2 separate regions of the Macaca mulatta genome follow, and region 2 is linked to region 1. The links are chromatin contacts, called in public Hi-C maps. All regions are on one chromosome and are shown on one strand. The core of a region is the stretch at or near the end of the contact, and the rest is flanking DNA. Distances in the headings are between cores, read along the strand shown. Region 1 overlaps NECTIN1 (nectin cell adhesion molecule 1). Region 2 holds the start of NECTIN1 (nectin cell adhesion molecule 1).

Region 1 (7,547 bases), core at 3,518-6,017:
CCGCCATCCCCTTCTTGGCCTCACGGTCTTCGCCTTGACCTTGAAGGGTCCTGTCTCCCCTCCAGCCGGCTCAGACAGCTGGGGCCAAGGCTCTTCCCAGAGAAGAGCTGGATGGAACACACACAAAGACAGGAACGTGGGGAACCAAGGAGAAGGTTGATATGGGTGGCCAGGAGACAGCTGCCCAGAAGGAGCCTGTCCCCTTTTTCTGGGGAGCAGAGGGCACTGGTATGCCCCACCTGTGATCCTCCACTTCCTGGAGTAAATAGTGCTTCTGAAGGTGTGAGTGGGCAGAGCCTGCTGGCCAGGTTCAGCTCTGAGGACCCAGGAACTGGTAGGTTCAACAGAATAGCTTTGTGGCCACAGGGGTCAGGAGGAAGGAAGAAGATCCCTTGTCTTTGGCAAATTTGCAAGTCACTTCCCCCGTGAAAAAGTCCTGTGACATTCCCAACAAAAACACAAAGTAGTGGAATGGAACATACTTCCTATCTCATTACCCAAGTGGCCTGCCCAGGCCTTTTGCCCCAGTGGTTCTACTTTAGGAGATCTGGGGTTAGAACCAAGGCATCTGTATTATTATTATTATTATTATTATTATTATTATTATTATTATTTTGAGATGGAGTTTCACTCTGTCACCCAGGCTGGAATATGGTGGCACAATCTTGGCTCACTGCAACCTCCACCTCCCAGGTTCAAGCAATTCTTCTGCCTCACCCTCCCAAGTAGCTGGGACTACAGGTGTGCACCACCACGCCCAGCTAATTTTTGTACTTTTAGTAGAGACGGGGTTTCACCATATTGGCCAGGCTGGTCTCGAACTCCTGACCGCATGATCCACCCACCATCTCGGCCTTCCAAAGTGCTGGGATTACAGACGTGAACCACCACGCCGGGCTGGCATCTGTATTATTAACCAGCTGCCCAGGAAACCAAGGACCAACAACCATGAGACGTGAATAGGAAGCTAGAAAGAGCACTTTACCAGGAGTCCCGAGATTTGGCTGGAGCTCCCATGCTGCTGCCTGCAGCTCCCATGCTGCTGCCTGCCAGCTGTGGTTGCCTGGCCTTGAACCTCAGGTTTCATCTGTTAAGTGGGACCAGCACCTACCTAGCCTGCCTCTATTCCCATATTATGATCAAATATGAAAAGCTGAATAATATAAAACTACTAAGTGAAAGAGATTATTAGTATTATTTTTCTTCCTTCCAAGACAGATCCTACCACACAAGCTCAGCAAAAGGTCTAGAGGGCCTGGAGCTAAGTGGGTGACCCAGGAACAGCTTCTTCTTGAGGCTGGAGAGTCATAACCCTACGCGTGTCTCCCAATTCCCACAGGCTGAATGGCTCCCTCCCCAAGGGTGTGGAGGCCCAGAACAGAACCCTCTTCTTCAAGGGACCCATCAGCTATAGCCTGGCAGGGACCTACATCTGTGAGGCCACCAACCCCATCGGCACACGCTCAGGCCAGGTGGAGGTCAATATCACAGGTAGGAAGCTGCATCCTCCCCAGCCTCTCCGCACCCACGGTTCCTTCGCCACCTGCATCCCTCAACTTTGGGCAGTGCCACTGTAGGAAGATTATCTCCTTTTCCGGCTTCTCTAGTTCTCCCTTGAGCTCTGGCCATTGGTTTTGCTTTGCTTTTCTCTTTCTTTCATTTAAGGGCGTAAATGAGACAGTCACGGTGACCGCCAATCAGAGAGGGGCAGGAGGAAGGCTCCGGGAGGGAAGAAGGAAGCGCTGTTTACAGCAATGCTGTTTTGGGGGCCAGCAGAGCCTGCCCGTGGATCTGCCAGCACCACACACGGTGGGATGCTGGCGTGGTGGGGATAGGTTTGCAGGTGGAGCTCATCTCCTCCAAGGTCTGCACCTGTGGTCGAGGACCTCTTCGTGAGCCAGAAAGTGAGGCTTACCTCAAGCAGGGAGACTGGAGAGAAAGCGAAGATGTAGCCCAAAGCCATAGTGCTTTGTGTGCCCTGCAACTGAGCTCTCCCTGCAGCTTTCTGTCAACTTACCCATCCGGGCAAAGGGAGGACAAGGGCTAGGATGTTCTGAGGAGAGACTTCACCTGGGACATGAAAGGAGCTTGGGCTTGATGTCAGACAGCTGTGACCCTGGACAGACCCTCATCTGTAAAACGGGGACAGTATGATGTGCCTCGAAGGGCTGTTGTCAGAATTCTACGTGATGTAGGTCAAGTACCTAGCACAGATCAGTCTGTCAATAAATGGCCAATGCTCCATGATTATTACCCTGACCTCCATCATTAGCATTATTATTAATGGAAGCATCAAAACAGGTCCACACAGGGGTAAACTGCCAGCACAACTTCACATGGGGAGTGTCTTTTACAGTGGACCTGAGCTAGCTGCAGGGTGACAAAGGGACAGAGGGTCTAAAAGAGTAAGTGGTGTCCCACTGTGACTGAGATATAGGAAGTAACGTGCTCAGGGACACAGAAGACTGGTCGGCAGTTCCTGGGCTCCAGCCACAAAGCTTGGGCAAGCCATGACAATTCGTGAGCTCTGAGCCAGTGTCTCTGGAGTGGGAGACCTCATTTGTGGGTACATTTAGGGCACAGTTGCAGAAAGAGCCATGTGAAGTTGTCCAGGGTCTGCGCCTACCTGTCCTCAGTGCTGTTCTGTCACCTCTCACCCAGGGGCGGCAATGTGGAGCCACTTGCTGTTGTCTGCAATCCCTGGCCTCGGCCCTGAGACTGGTCATATGAGGAGGAGCATCAGGGTTGGAGCCTGGGGAAAGCTGGGGGGTTCCCATGGGTTGGCAGGCAGAAGGGGCTGGTGTCACACACTTCTCCCCAGCGGGGAAAGTCTGAGTAGAGGAGCCTCAGGGTTACCCAAGCTCCAGCCCTGAAATACTGGGGGAGTCAAGGGGGAGGTGGGAAGGGCAGGGCCTGTGTTCCATGTGGAGTGGCCATAGAGAACATGACCACCCCTCAGGGAGGCACTGTCACACGGGGGACAGCACAGACCTCGCCTGAGTGTTCACACACTGGCTCTTCCTAGCTGTGTGGCCTTGAGCAAGTTCTTCACCTCTCTGAGCCTCGGCTTCCTAACCTCTAATGCGGAGATACTCACACTTGTCTCAGGCCTCTTACGATCACGCAGTACTCACTGCGCGGCGATACCTTCCCCTGATGGTGGGCTATCAACACGTGAGGGGTGTGGGCTGGGGGCAGGGGGGCCGGGCCACCTAGGGTCCCAGCTGGAAGAGGGACACAACATGGCTCTTGCTGACAGCCCCTTTAGGCAGGAGCAAGGAACGCATGGCACTCACTGAATCATTGATAGGCCCAGGAGCTGAGCGGCTGGCCTCCCTCGGACGGGACTCTCAGCCCCCTCCGGAGGACTCAGGGAGGTGGCCTGAGCCTTCTCAGGGCTGTGTGTTCTTGTGCTCTCAGGCAATTTCCAAGCAGCAGCTGACCTCACCACCCTCCATCCCACGTCGGCCAGTGCCTGCCACATTCTCTGGGGAGCCCACCCTGCAGGGCACAGCCATGCCCTTGCTCTAAGCCCCACTGGTCCAGAGGGGATGCATGAGCGAGACGGATAAGTGGAAATTTAATTTTTCATTCTGGCCATTCGTTCGGGTAATAACTTTGCCCTGGGCGCATCTGGAAAGGGAAATGAGGAGTGACTGGGGCAGGGCAGAAGGTGGGCAGCAGGGGGTGTGCTGAAGGGTCATGCGTGTGCAGAACACGTGTGTGCTGGGCCACTGCACACCTGCGCAGACTCGCTTTGGCACAGCTTCTTGGGGCCCTGGGCCCCCACGGAGGGAGCACTGAGTGGTTGCTGGGAGATGAGTGAGTAGGCTGGGCTGGAGGGCGGGGCGCCCAGGCCAGGGAAGCATGGGAAGGAAAATGGCTGGAGCAGAGTGGGCAGGGAGGAAGAAGCAAGGCCTTCTCTCTGTTGGCCACAGGGAGTCTGAAGGGCTCTCAGCCAGGAAGCACCATGGTGAGGTGTGTGGGTTAGACTGAGCATTCAGGGGGTTGCGTGGATGGCACCAGGACACCCGTTAGGAGCTGCCACCATGAGTGAGTCCCTAGTGGGAAACAACAGGCCCAGGCTGTGGCTGTGGTGATGGGGGCACTGAGGAGATGGACCCAACAGAATCTGTGTGTGCTTCTGTGGGCTCAGGCCCCAGAGAAGCCCCTTTTAGCGGCTCTTACACAGAGGAGCAGTTTCATAGGGTGGGCCCAGTGGTGACAAAATGAAGCTCCCTTCCTTCTCCCTCTGGGGTAATGACAAGATGGGGAGAGGCCCAGGGTGCAGCCTCGACCAGACTGAAAAAAGCAAATGAGGCAGGCTCTATCCCTGTGTGTGTCAGGAGGAGACGGGCCAGGCCTCTCCAGCTGGGACCCAGCCTCTTGCCACTCCCAAGAGCAGGGCAGGGAGGCTGCCAGGGTGTAGGATGTCCGTCCCTACTCCCATCCCGGGGTGCGGGGCGTCTGTCCCAACTCACATTTCCACTGAAACCCCGGGCTCAGCCCTTGCGGGTGAGGATCACAGTCTGCCCGTCAGGCCTGGAGTTCTTCAGACCCAGAGTTGTGGGCCTTGAAGGCCAGTGTCCTGGAAGGGAGGCAGGTATGAGCCTGCAAGTGTGCTTGTCCAGCCATGGTATGGACATGTGTCTCTGGGCGTGTAAATGTGAACCAGTGTGAGCAGGCTCCGTCTGCATGCTGAGTGTGCACATGGGAGCCTGTGGCTGTGCCGTGGCAACGTGCCATTCTCTGAGCCGGCGAATGGCAGTGTGTTGGGAGGTCTGAGAAGGCAGCTGCATCCGTGCCTCTGGGAGGATTCGGTTCTCCCCCAGCTTGCTGAGGCTCTGCCTGATGGTCTGACACGAGGCACAGCTGCTGCAGCTGCAGATGGACAAAAGGGCTTCCCAGAGGTGGACCCCAGGCCTCCCCACTCTCCCTGTGGCTGGCTGCACTGCATGCTGGGAGTGTAGTTCTTGCAGCTTCCGGGCCTAATCTGATGCCAGAGCATTTCCTGCCTGAGGAAGCACCAGGCATTGGTTTTGGAGGCAAACCCAAACATTCTCTTTGACCCCAAACCTCCAGATCCTAGATCCAGACTGTAAGCCCTAACACGTCACTGTACCTCAGATCTATCCAAAGCCCCCAGCACCAGCCTACCCACCTCAGAGAACCAGGACCCCAAAGGCATGCAGAGCCCCCACTTCCCCACTGTCCTGACCAGCCAGGGACCCCAGAAGAGAAGCTACAACCTTTCGGGAATGGGGACAAGCTGCTCCCTTTGTAAGAGGATGTGAGGGAGGCTGGCTGGGCCCCTGCCAGCAAACATAAATGACCCCGCGGCCTGGCTCTTCTCTCTTCTCCCAGCTGCGGCCCTTGCAGCTCTGCTCCTGGCACAGAGACAGGAGCTACTGGCTGAGTGTAACAGCTGGAGAGGTGGAGGGGGAGGGGAGGACGCTCCACTCCACCCCAGACAGCCCCTTCTGCTTGCAAATGAGTTAGGTCCCCACGCTTCTCCTTTCTTCTCTCCCTCGCTCAGTATCCTCACTCAAAAGTCTTTGATGCTAGAAGGTCATCCCAGCCATTCTGCTGCTGCTACACAGGCCCAGCCCTAAAGTAGCCAAAATAACTAGGGTTCTATTTGATCCCAAAAGATCCCCAGGAAAGAGTAAACCTCCTTAGAACTTGGGGAAAAAAGCTGGCCAGGTGCGGTGGCTCACACCTGTAATCCCAGCACTTCGGGAGGCCGCGGTGGGCAGATCACTTGAGATCAGGAGTTCGAGACCAGCTTGGCCAACATTGTGAAGCCCCGTCTCTACAAAATATTAGCCGGGTGTGGCAGTGCATGCCTGTAGTCCCAGCTACTCAGGAGGCTGAGGCACAAGAATTGCTTGAGCCTGGGAGGCAGAGGTTGAAGTGAGCCGAGATCGCTCTACTGCACTCCAGCCCAGGCGATGGAACGAGACTCTGTCTCAAAAAAAAAAAAAAAAAAGAAGAAGAAAAGGACTTAGGAAAAAAAATTAAGCAGAAGTCCTGGAGGAGAAAAAAACCTTGTATAATCTGGTCCCAAGCCACCACACCACTCCTCCTGTCACCCACTCCAGAGAAACAAGGTCCTAGTGGGCCCTGTGCAGGTTTATCTGAGTCTCTCCTGAATACTTGCTCCACCTAGAACAAGGCTCATCTCTAAGACATAATCTTGCCATTGTAGAATTCATTCTGTCGTTCAACAAATATTTCTTGAACACCGGCCACGTGACAGGCAATCTAGGTGCTTGGTATAAATCCATGAGCAAAACAGACAAGAAGTCCCTATCCTGGTGGAGCTTATGTTTTTGCATAGGAGGAAAGACAATAGATAAAATACATTTTTAAAAAATACGGCCGGGCGCGGTGGCTCACACCTGTAATCCCAGCACTTTGGGAGGCCGAGGCGGGCGAATCACAAGGTCAGGAGATCGAGACCACGGTGAAACCCTGTCTCTACTAAAAATACAAAAAATGAGCCGGGCGAGGTGGCGGGCGCCTGTAGTCCCAGCTACTCGGGAGGCTGGGGCAGGAGAATGGCCTGAACCCAGGAGGCGGAGCTTGCAGTGAGCCAGGATCGCGCCACTGCACTCCAGCTTGGGCGACAGAGCAAGACTCCGTCTCAAAAAAAATAAATAAATAAATAAAAAATAAATAAAAAATAAAAAATACGTAGCCTGGGCGCGGTGGCTCATGCCTGTAATCCCAGCACTTTGGGAGGCTGAGGCGGGTAGATCATCTGAGGTCAGGAGTTTGAGACCAGCCTGGCCAACATGGTGAAACCCCGTCTCTACTAAAAATACAAACATTAGCCAGGTGTGTGGCACGTGCCTGTCATCCCAGCTACTTGGGAGGCTGAGGCAGGAGAATCGCTTGAACCCGGGAGGCGGAGGTTGCAGTGAGCCAAGATGGCGCCACTGCACTCCAGCCTGGGCGACAGAGTGAGACTCCATCTCAAAAAAAAAAAAAAAAAAAAAGTAGTAATTTTGAAGGTGAAATTGAGGAGGAAAAAAAAAGAGCAGGGTAAGGGGATCCCAAGTGCTGTGGACCACAGAGGTGGAATGGGCTTATGAGCTGCAGTTTTAAATAGGGTAGTTGGGGAAGGTCTTGATGAGAAGGGGCTGTTTGAGCTGGGTCCCAAAGGAGGTAAAGGAGAGAACCTGGGGCCCCTGGGGAAGTGGCTTCCCGGGGGCAGGGCAGCCTATGCAGTGTGTGCCAGGAGTGGGGCAAGCCTGCAGGAAAGCAGGAACAGATGACTTCAGAGGTGGGGCGGGGCGTAGGGCACGCAGAGCATGTTAAGGCTCTAGGGAGACTCATTGGAGGGCTCTGAGCAGATGTGACTTACACTTTAACAGGATTTGTCTGGCTGCTGTGTGGAAAACAGTCCACAGAGGGAAAGGGTGGAATCAGGAAAGCAGTTAGGCAGCCATTGCAGTCAATAATCCAGATGAGAGATGAGGGTATCTTGGATCAGGGTGGTAGTGATGGAGATGGTGAGAAGAGGTCAGGTTCAAGGTGCATTT
Region 2 (7,547 bases), core at 1,969-4,468, 57 kb before region 1:
AAAACTGGATGTGGGGAGACAGATGACAATCATAATGATGACTAACACTTAAACAGTTTTTCCTGTACACCAGGCAGTGTTCCATGCACTTCACATGTTTGGCTCATTTAATCCTCACAACTTCAAGAGGTAGGTGCTGTTATTTCTCCCTGTTTTACAGAGAAAGAACCTGAGCACAGAGAAGTTAAGTCACTTGCCCAAGGACACACAGCTATTGGGTGTCAGAGCTGAAGTTTAAGAATTCCAGGCAGATTAGCTCTCCAGAGTTCCATGTGCTGGACCATTACATTTTACTCCCCACCTCAGTGCAGACTGGCTATACTGTCAGTATTGTAAAGACCATGAGTGCAGAAGAGGAAGAATCAACAGAATTGGAATATGGTGGTTTAGGAAGAGGTAAGAAGCAAGAGTGACTCCTGGGCTTATAGCTTAAGAGCAGGAACCAAAGCCTGCTTTCCTGCTGCTTGGTCCTGTGCTTCTTCTTGTCACTAAAGGAAACCTTCTGGTCCTTTTGCATTCTGTTTGTGCCTACCTGTCCCTTTCTCTTAGACATCCCTAAAACACAAAACAAACTGGACTGCCTGCTGTCCTAACACAGGTGACACCTCTTCCACCTCCGCGTACCTCCACGTTTTTGTACAAGCTGTTCCTTCCACCTAAGATTCTCTCTCCTGCCTCCTTTGGTCCAAATCTGATCTGCCTTTCAGGGTCTCAGTTAAATGTCCCCTCCCCCAGCAACATTCCCTGCTTGTTTAAAGATGATGAGTGAACAACTATACTATATCACTTACTTGCTTCCATCTTCTCCACCCAACCAATCCCCGGGCAGCCACATCTTCCCCGCTGGCCGCACCCTCTTTGGAAGCTCATTTAAGATCAGAGGATCAAAGAAGCCTGACCTAAAGATGGAGAGGGTGCAGCCGGGCACAGTGGCTCACGCCTATAATCCCAGCACTTTGGGAGGCCAAGGAGGGCAGATCACCTGAGGTCAGGAGTTCAAGACCAGCCTGGCCAACATGGCGAAACCTTGTCTCTACTAAAAATACAAAAATTAGCCGGGCATGGTGGTACACACCTGTAATTCCAGCTACTCGGGAGGCTAAGACAGGAGAAACGCTTGAACCTGGGAGACAGAGGTTGCAGTGAGCTGAGATCATGCCACTACACTTCAGCCTGGGCAACAGAGCAAGACTGTCTCAAATAAAATAAAATAAAATAAAGATGGAGAGGATGGGAGGGTAAGAGCAGGGAACAAGAAGACATTGGTACATCTGGGATTGCCCCTTCAAACCCATGCCTTCAGCTCCTCAATGTGCCTGGCACAGAGCTGAAGGCCACCACAGTGAATTCAATTCAACCCTGGCCCTTAAAGCACTCAGCAGCCAGATGGGAGATTCCTGGCTGCCACAAACTAAATTTCATAGCGTGTTCCCCAGTTTAAAACCCTCCGGGCATGATTCACCAATCTGCAGGCCTCTCCTTTCCTCAAGTCTTAGGCTCAGCCTACCACCAGTCAACCCTTTGTGGGCCCCCGTTGTGGGCCCCCTACTCCCCTGACTATTGCTTACCTTCATTCCTTTCCTCATGCTGACCCTCTACCTTAAATCCAGTGTCTTTTATGTCTCTGCCCTCCAGCACTTACCTTGGTCTGATAGATGACTCACAGAGACCCTGTGTTCCCTTCCCTGAAGCCTTTACACCAACCGCACCCCGGGCTAAACTGGGTACTTTCGCTGTGACCCACCAAACCCACACAATCCCATATCAAATATTTGTTTACAACATCCGTTTCTATGTCTGTCTTCCCCCTCCCCCTCAACTAGATTGAGTTTCTTTAGGGCAATGATAATGTCTCTGTATCCCCAAGCCAGGCACTGTGTTTTGATACAAAGAAAGCCCAGGTTACATTTGTTAAATGTAAAAGACCATACAGTGAGTGGGTGAGTGTTCATGAGAATGCCAGATCTGACTACTTCAGCGAGAAACCGAGACACTCCAGGGCTGGAACCCAGACAGTGGGAATATGGTGCTGTCTTTGCCCCTTCTACAGTGAAGAACCAGAATTTACATGTTATCAGAAACAGCCACTTCCCCTCTGCTCCTGCCCGCCTAGAGGGCTGGGCAAAGGGTAGAGGGAGCAGGGTCCCGCCAGGGTCTGGGGAGAATTCAGCTCTCCTTAGTGGCAAACTCTGTCTGTCTTCCTCCCCCAGGGGGAGGGGATGGGGATAGAAGGACCAGAGCAAGGGGAACAGGGCAGGCCTGGAGGGCGCAGTCGCCTTGGCAGAAATCCTACCACACCCGGATGTGGTGGGTGGTGAACGGGATGGGGCGGAGAGTCCCTGCCCTGCCAGGGACACTGACTGGACGATCCACTTTAGCGGGAACCCCACAAATCTCTCAAAACTAAGGTCCTGGAAACTGGAGGAGAGCTCGGTTTCAGGCTCTGTTTGGGCAAGTGCGGGGCGCGGGGTGCTTCAATTTTTGGGAAAGGAACCCCCGAAGGGAGCAGGGATTAGAAAAGAAACTCTACCAGAAACCTCAGTGGGCCCGTCTCACCCACTCATGCCCACCACCGACTTCTCTGGCAGCTCCCCGTCGCCCCGCGCACCGCTGCCTCTCCGTGGAGCCTCCAAGTGGTGCAGAGGAGAGGGATCTCCGGAGACGGTTCTGTTGCGAGCCCTGCCACGTTCCGCCCCGGGCGGAACTCTTCTTTGGGCCTTTGTTTCCTCTCCTGTGAAATGGGAGCAGGGTGGGAGCAGAGGACTTACAGAAGCCCTGCCAGCTCCGACGCTGCTAGCGGAGATTCTCCATCCCGCCCTCTCCTCCACAGCCGTCCCCAGACCGGTCCTAACTCCACCCCCACCCCCACCCCCCGCGCCTCGGCTTCGCCGGCCGCTAGGGGTCACTGCCTGCCTTTGTCAGCGGAGGAGGAGGGCAGCCCGCGCTCCAGCCGGCTCCCCAGCTGGAAGGCGGCCGAGGGGCAGCTCCCGAGCGAGGGTCCTGAACCGGACCCCGCGGCCCGCGCTCGCGATCCGCCTCTGCTTCGGTCGGGAAGGCGCGTGCGCTCGGGCTCCGACCGGGCCCTGGTGGGCGCGCATCGAGGCCAGGAGGGGGTTAACGCTAACCCCTCCCCTCTGGCTGACATCACGGGCGAGCGGGTGAGAGGCTGGAGCTCGACGAGTGAGAGAAAGAGAGCGAGAGCAGCGAGCGCGGCTCCACATTGTTGCGGATCGCCGGCACCCGGCAGAGCGGCGGCGGCTGGGACGCACGGCGCCTCGAACCCGTTCTCCTCGCGCCCAACCGCGCAGCCAGAGCCACCCGGGCCGCCGGCCGCCGAACCCAGCGCCCGCCGCCTGGGCCCCGAGCCTTCCACGCCGCCCGGGCGCGTCCAGCCACCCTCGTAGGACGGACGGCCATGGACGCTTGCAAGTTGGAGCCGAGCGGGAGGGTGTGAGCGCGCCGGGGCCAGGAGCCCGCGCCGCGCAGCCGGGCAGCCGGGCGCGCCGGGGGTGGGTCCCTCTCCCCAGCCCCGCTCTGCGTGGAAGAAGAGGGCGGGGACCGGCGCCGGGAGGAGAACGGAGGAGGAGAAGGGGCATGACTCGTGCAACTTGCGGCGGGTATCTGCCGAGCCTCTGAGCCGGCGACGGCCCGGGGCCCGGACTGCGGCCGCGCGGATCCCACCCAGCCCACCCCGCCCCGGCCGACGGCTGCGGCTGACCTGGATCCTCCGAGCGCCCGCCGGCCGCCAGCGATCTTCCTTCGTCTTCCGGGCTGGTTTCTGCAGCGCGAGGAGCGCTGCCCTCGCCGTCCCTCTCGCCGGACCCCCGGCCCCCGATGGCTCGGATGGGGCTTGCGGGCGCCGCTGGACGCTGGTGGGGACTCGCTCTCGGCTTGACCGCATTCTTCCTCCCAGGTAAGCGCGCTCACCTCTGCTGTCCCCACCCCCATCCAGTGCCTCCCCGGGGCTGGGAGCCGGATGGCGGGCACGACTGGATTGTGGGGAGTGAAAGGAGCCAAAAAAGTTGGGTCACGGCTTGGGTAAAGGGGGTGGGAGGTGGCACGGCGGAGAAAGAGGTTAAGAAGCCGAATAGCCTGCCCTGCAGGGAAGCAGTCGGATGCACGTCTCTATGTAGCATGAAAGCACTTTCTCCGCTCAGTTCTTCACAAAAATAATAATATGTAATAGCGTTCTATTTATTTAATAACCAGCTCTCTGCTCGGAAAGCAGTTTGGAAACACTGCGTGTTACATAAATGCAAAATAATCACCGTAATCACCGTCTCGGGGTGGGAGACAACAGCCCCAGGGAGAGGGCGTCAGTCTCGGAGCTGAGGGGTTGCGGGTTTGGAGTATGGCGGGGGCGGGGGGGCTTCGTTTCTTTCGGCGGCCCCTTTGCCAGACGGCTCAGGACGCTCGGGCCCCCTCCCGCCCCACACCGCCCCACAGCGGGCGCGGAGAGCCGGCTGCTGCAGCAGAGGCAGCTCCTCGCTCACCTGCGGTTCCTTTCCTGGAGGGTGAGGCCGGGGCAGCCTGGGATTGCAACCTCCGGGCCTGGCGCGGGACCGGGCTCCCCCTTGGAACTCTGCTCCCAGCTCTGGGGGCTCTCCCTGGAGGAGACGCCGCGGGCTTCGTGCCAACCAGGTAGCTGCATGACCCACTTTCCCGAGGGTGCCCCGCGTGTCCTTCCTCGAGGTGCGGGCTGCCGGCAGCCGAGGGGTTAACCTCGTGCCCGACCCCGGGGTGGCCCTGGTGGCCCATTCTGACGGGTGGGGTGGGCTCGGAGGCTGGGACCGGCCCAGGCATATTGTGCTGGGGAATGAACTGGAAAATGCGTTTAGGAGGCAAATCCGACCGAGTCCCCTCGCCTGGATTTAACCCTTTGTGTCCCTGGAGAAGCTGCCGAGCTCGCCGGCTGGCTGGACACCAAGCGCGGGTCAAGGGGTGTGGGGAGTTCCTCCAGCTCCCTGGGTAGAAACCAGAGATGACCTGCAGCTCTAGCAAGATGGGATTTTGAGGAGCGGGGAGGATCTTGACTGGAGCACATGGTCCCCGCCTTGGGGTGGCAGATTAGGGGGTCAGTGTACAGAGACTCTCTCCTCGTGGGGCAGGAATATTAGATCCCGAGTTCCTACAATGTGCGATGCCGCAGAATGGCCAGGCAGTTTGTTATCGAGAGACCAGTCTGGCTGCCTAGTTCCGGGGCTAGGGTGCCCTCCTGGAAGGCAGAAGCCTGGCCTCATTCCCTTCTATGCCTCTTCTGCTGCCAGCCAGCTCACTAGGAGGCCCCCACCAATCTCCCTGAGTGGTGGATGTCTGGGAAGCAGTTTGTGAAAGCGGGTACTGGGGTGCCTCCACCCCTGAAGCCTGGGGTGCTGCCCTGCTGGATTTTGGGGGGGTAGGGAAAATCCAGTGCTCACAGGTGTCACTGCTCACCCTCCCCCCAGAGGGTGGTCTTGGTGAGAGCCAGAGGTCTTCTCACACTGGATGGCCTAGGAAGCCAGCCTGAGATACAGAAGTTCCGGCTCTAGGACTTGCCTGGCCACTGGGATTTGAGCTTCCAGGAACCCTTCAATTACATATGTCCTTATCCAGAACCCAGAGAAAGGAGAGCTTCCCAGAGCTCTGGTTGGTCCAGCACACTAGGGGTTAATGTAATCCTGGGATGGACAAAGGGTGGTGGGAAGGGTTGGGAGAAGGGGAAGGAACCCACCCCATTCTCCCCTCCTTTTGTTATTCTCTTTCCCCAGCTTTGTGATCCCTTCATGGTTAATTCCTTCATTGGGGACTAGAGGCCTGCTGTGCTCCACCCACTCAGGAAGTGGGAGCAGGGAGGTGAACTCACCTGGCTCAAGGTGGATACAACCCCTGCCAAAAATCCACATGAAAGGGTGGGATGCAGAGAAAGGAACCAGGGTTGAGAGAGGTACTTAATAAATGCTCTTCCATCGACTATAATTGACTGATGGATAGCATCCATGCACCCAAGTTCCCAAACCGCCCAGCTCCTCTGCCCAGTGCCTGGGCTCCTGGGGCCTTCTCTGCTTGCTTGCTCTAGGGTCCATGAGTGCAGAGAGGCAGGTGGATACGGTTGTGCCCAGTCTGACACTTGGATGGAGGCTGGTTGGCCCAGAAGTTGCAAGTCCACATCCTACTTTGCATCACCTGCCAGCTTCCTCCCCATTGCCCGCTATAGCATCTCTCTAGGGACTTGCCAGTCTGGTGCTCTTTTCAGGGTTTTCCTGGGCTGTGACAGGGAACCTGGGTCTAGGGGTTTGAGGAGAGGAAGAGGGAGGGGCCTGGAGTGTATGCGATTGCCCCCAACTTCAAAACACTCCCAATTTGGCTACTGAAGTGTAAACACAGAAGTATGTTTTCAACAACACAGACTTCACTGAGCAGTGTGGTAAAGCCCCACAGGCCTCTGTTTCCTGAGATGACAATCCACGGTTTCTTCCTGTTAACTTAGAGGAGAGGGTCAGTGGGGCAGGTGGGTTACATCCCAAAAAGAGATGGGGGAGCCCGAGGAGGAGGCAGAGAACCTGCCTGAGAAGCAGGTGCGTTGAGCTGGTGTCCCACCTACACCACACCCTCCCTAATTGGCTTCCCTACACCTTTTGTCTGGAAAGAGAACACACACCCCAGGTGTCATGCACACCCTCGGAAGACCTGTCGGGTCACAGCACACCCCTCTCTGCAGCCTCTCTGCAGCTTGTGCAGAGCTTGCTGCCATGTGGTCTTTGAAATTCCAAGTGTCGGGGCTATTGGGTTATTTTCCTTCCTCTCTCTCTATTTCTCACATACAGTGGTGTGCTTCAGCTTGCTGGGCAAGGCATTATGGCAAGACCAGTTCTGCTGGCCTGGGGTTTGCAGCATGTATAAGTGGGAATCTCCTTACCCATTTATAAGGCAGCACTGTGGAGTGCCTTGGAATTGGATTCTAGGACTCCGTAGTCAAGACTGGAGGGGAAGAGGAGATACTGCAGAACTTGGGCCCAGTTGCCCTGGCTGAGTGACCCAGAAGGCATCTCTTTAACCTGAACTTGTGAGCATATGGGACAGGTAGCCCTCGTTGCCTGAGGCTGGCTGAGGTTAAGAGTGTTATCAGTTCCCTTCTCAGCCACTCACATTTGTACAATGAATCCACCTTGGCTACTGCTTGACCACCAGACTCTGTTGTATGTTGCCAGGATGGTTGAGCTGGCCAGAACCCTAGTGCTGATGTCTGAGCAAGTGAGCCCGGCTTGGGCGGGGGGCAGAGGGTCAGTTCCAGTTGCTGTGTCTATGATACTGCCATTGTTTAGCAGCTGACTAATGTTCATTGTTCAGCACGAACAGAAAACACCCAAGGGAGGTGTGAATGTATCTTCGATTTTTCCGATGGTATCTTTTCCTGGCTAACCTGGTGAATTGAATGCCTCCTACCTCAGAGAGGGACAGATAGAGAGGTGTCAGCATATTCACCTGTTTTGCTGATTTTAAAAAAAAAAAAACAACTTTAAACATTAGCCAGTGTGCCAGGCTAGAATGGTCATGAGCCAGTTGTGGAA

The links. Hi-C and Micro-C count contacts between places; a contact is called where the count stands out from the background.
Region 2: a contact with region 1 is called in a Hi-C map of fetal cortex germinal zone, with 1.9 times the contacts expected there. The contact joins the promoter of NECTIN1 here to the enhancer-like site in region 1. A contact is called at or near these places in 3 of 14 Hi-C or Micro-C datasets (cortical neurons, fetal cortex germinal zone and liver).

The regions. Positions count from the first base shown.
Region 1 is chr14:120,354,336-120,361,882 of T2T-MMU8v2.0, reverse strand. NECTIN1 (nectin cell adhesion molecule 1) reads left to right here. Exons shown (of 6, transcript XM_015115962.3): 5 at 1,340-1,491. Among named protein-coding and RNA genes, the nearest start is that of NECTIN1, 56 kb to the left of the region's middle. Within about 2 kb of position 4,767, at least 9 of the 40 cell types and tissues checked have an H3K27ac peak or open chromatin away from gene starts, as enhancers often do. A contact at or near this core is called in fetal cortex germinal zone, where this site is marked.
Region 2 is chr14:120,410,106-120,417,652 of T2T-MMU8v2.0, reverse strand. NECTIN1 (nectin cell adhesion molecule 1) reads left to right here and starts at 3,218. Exons shown (of 6, transcript XM_015115962.3): 1 at 3,218-3,913. The coding sequence starts at 3,835.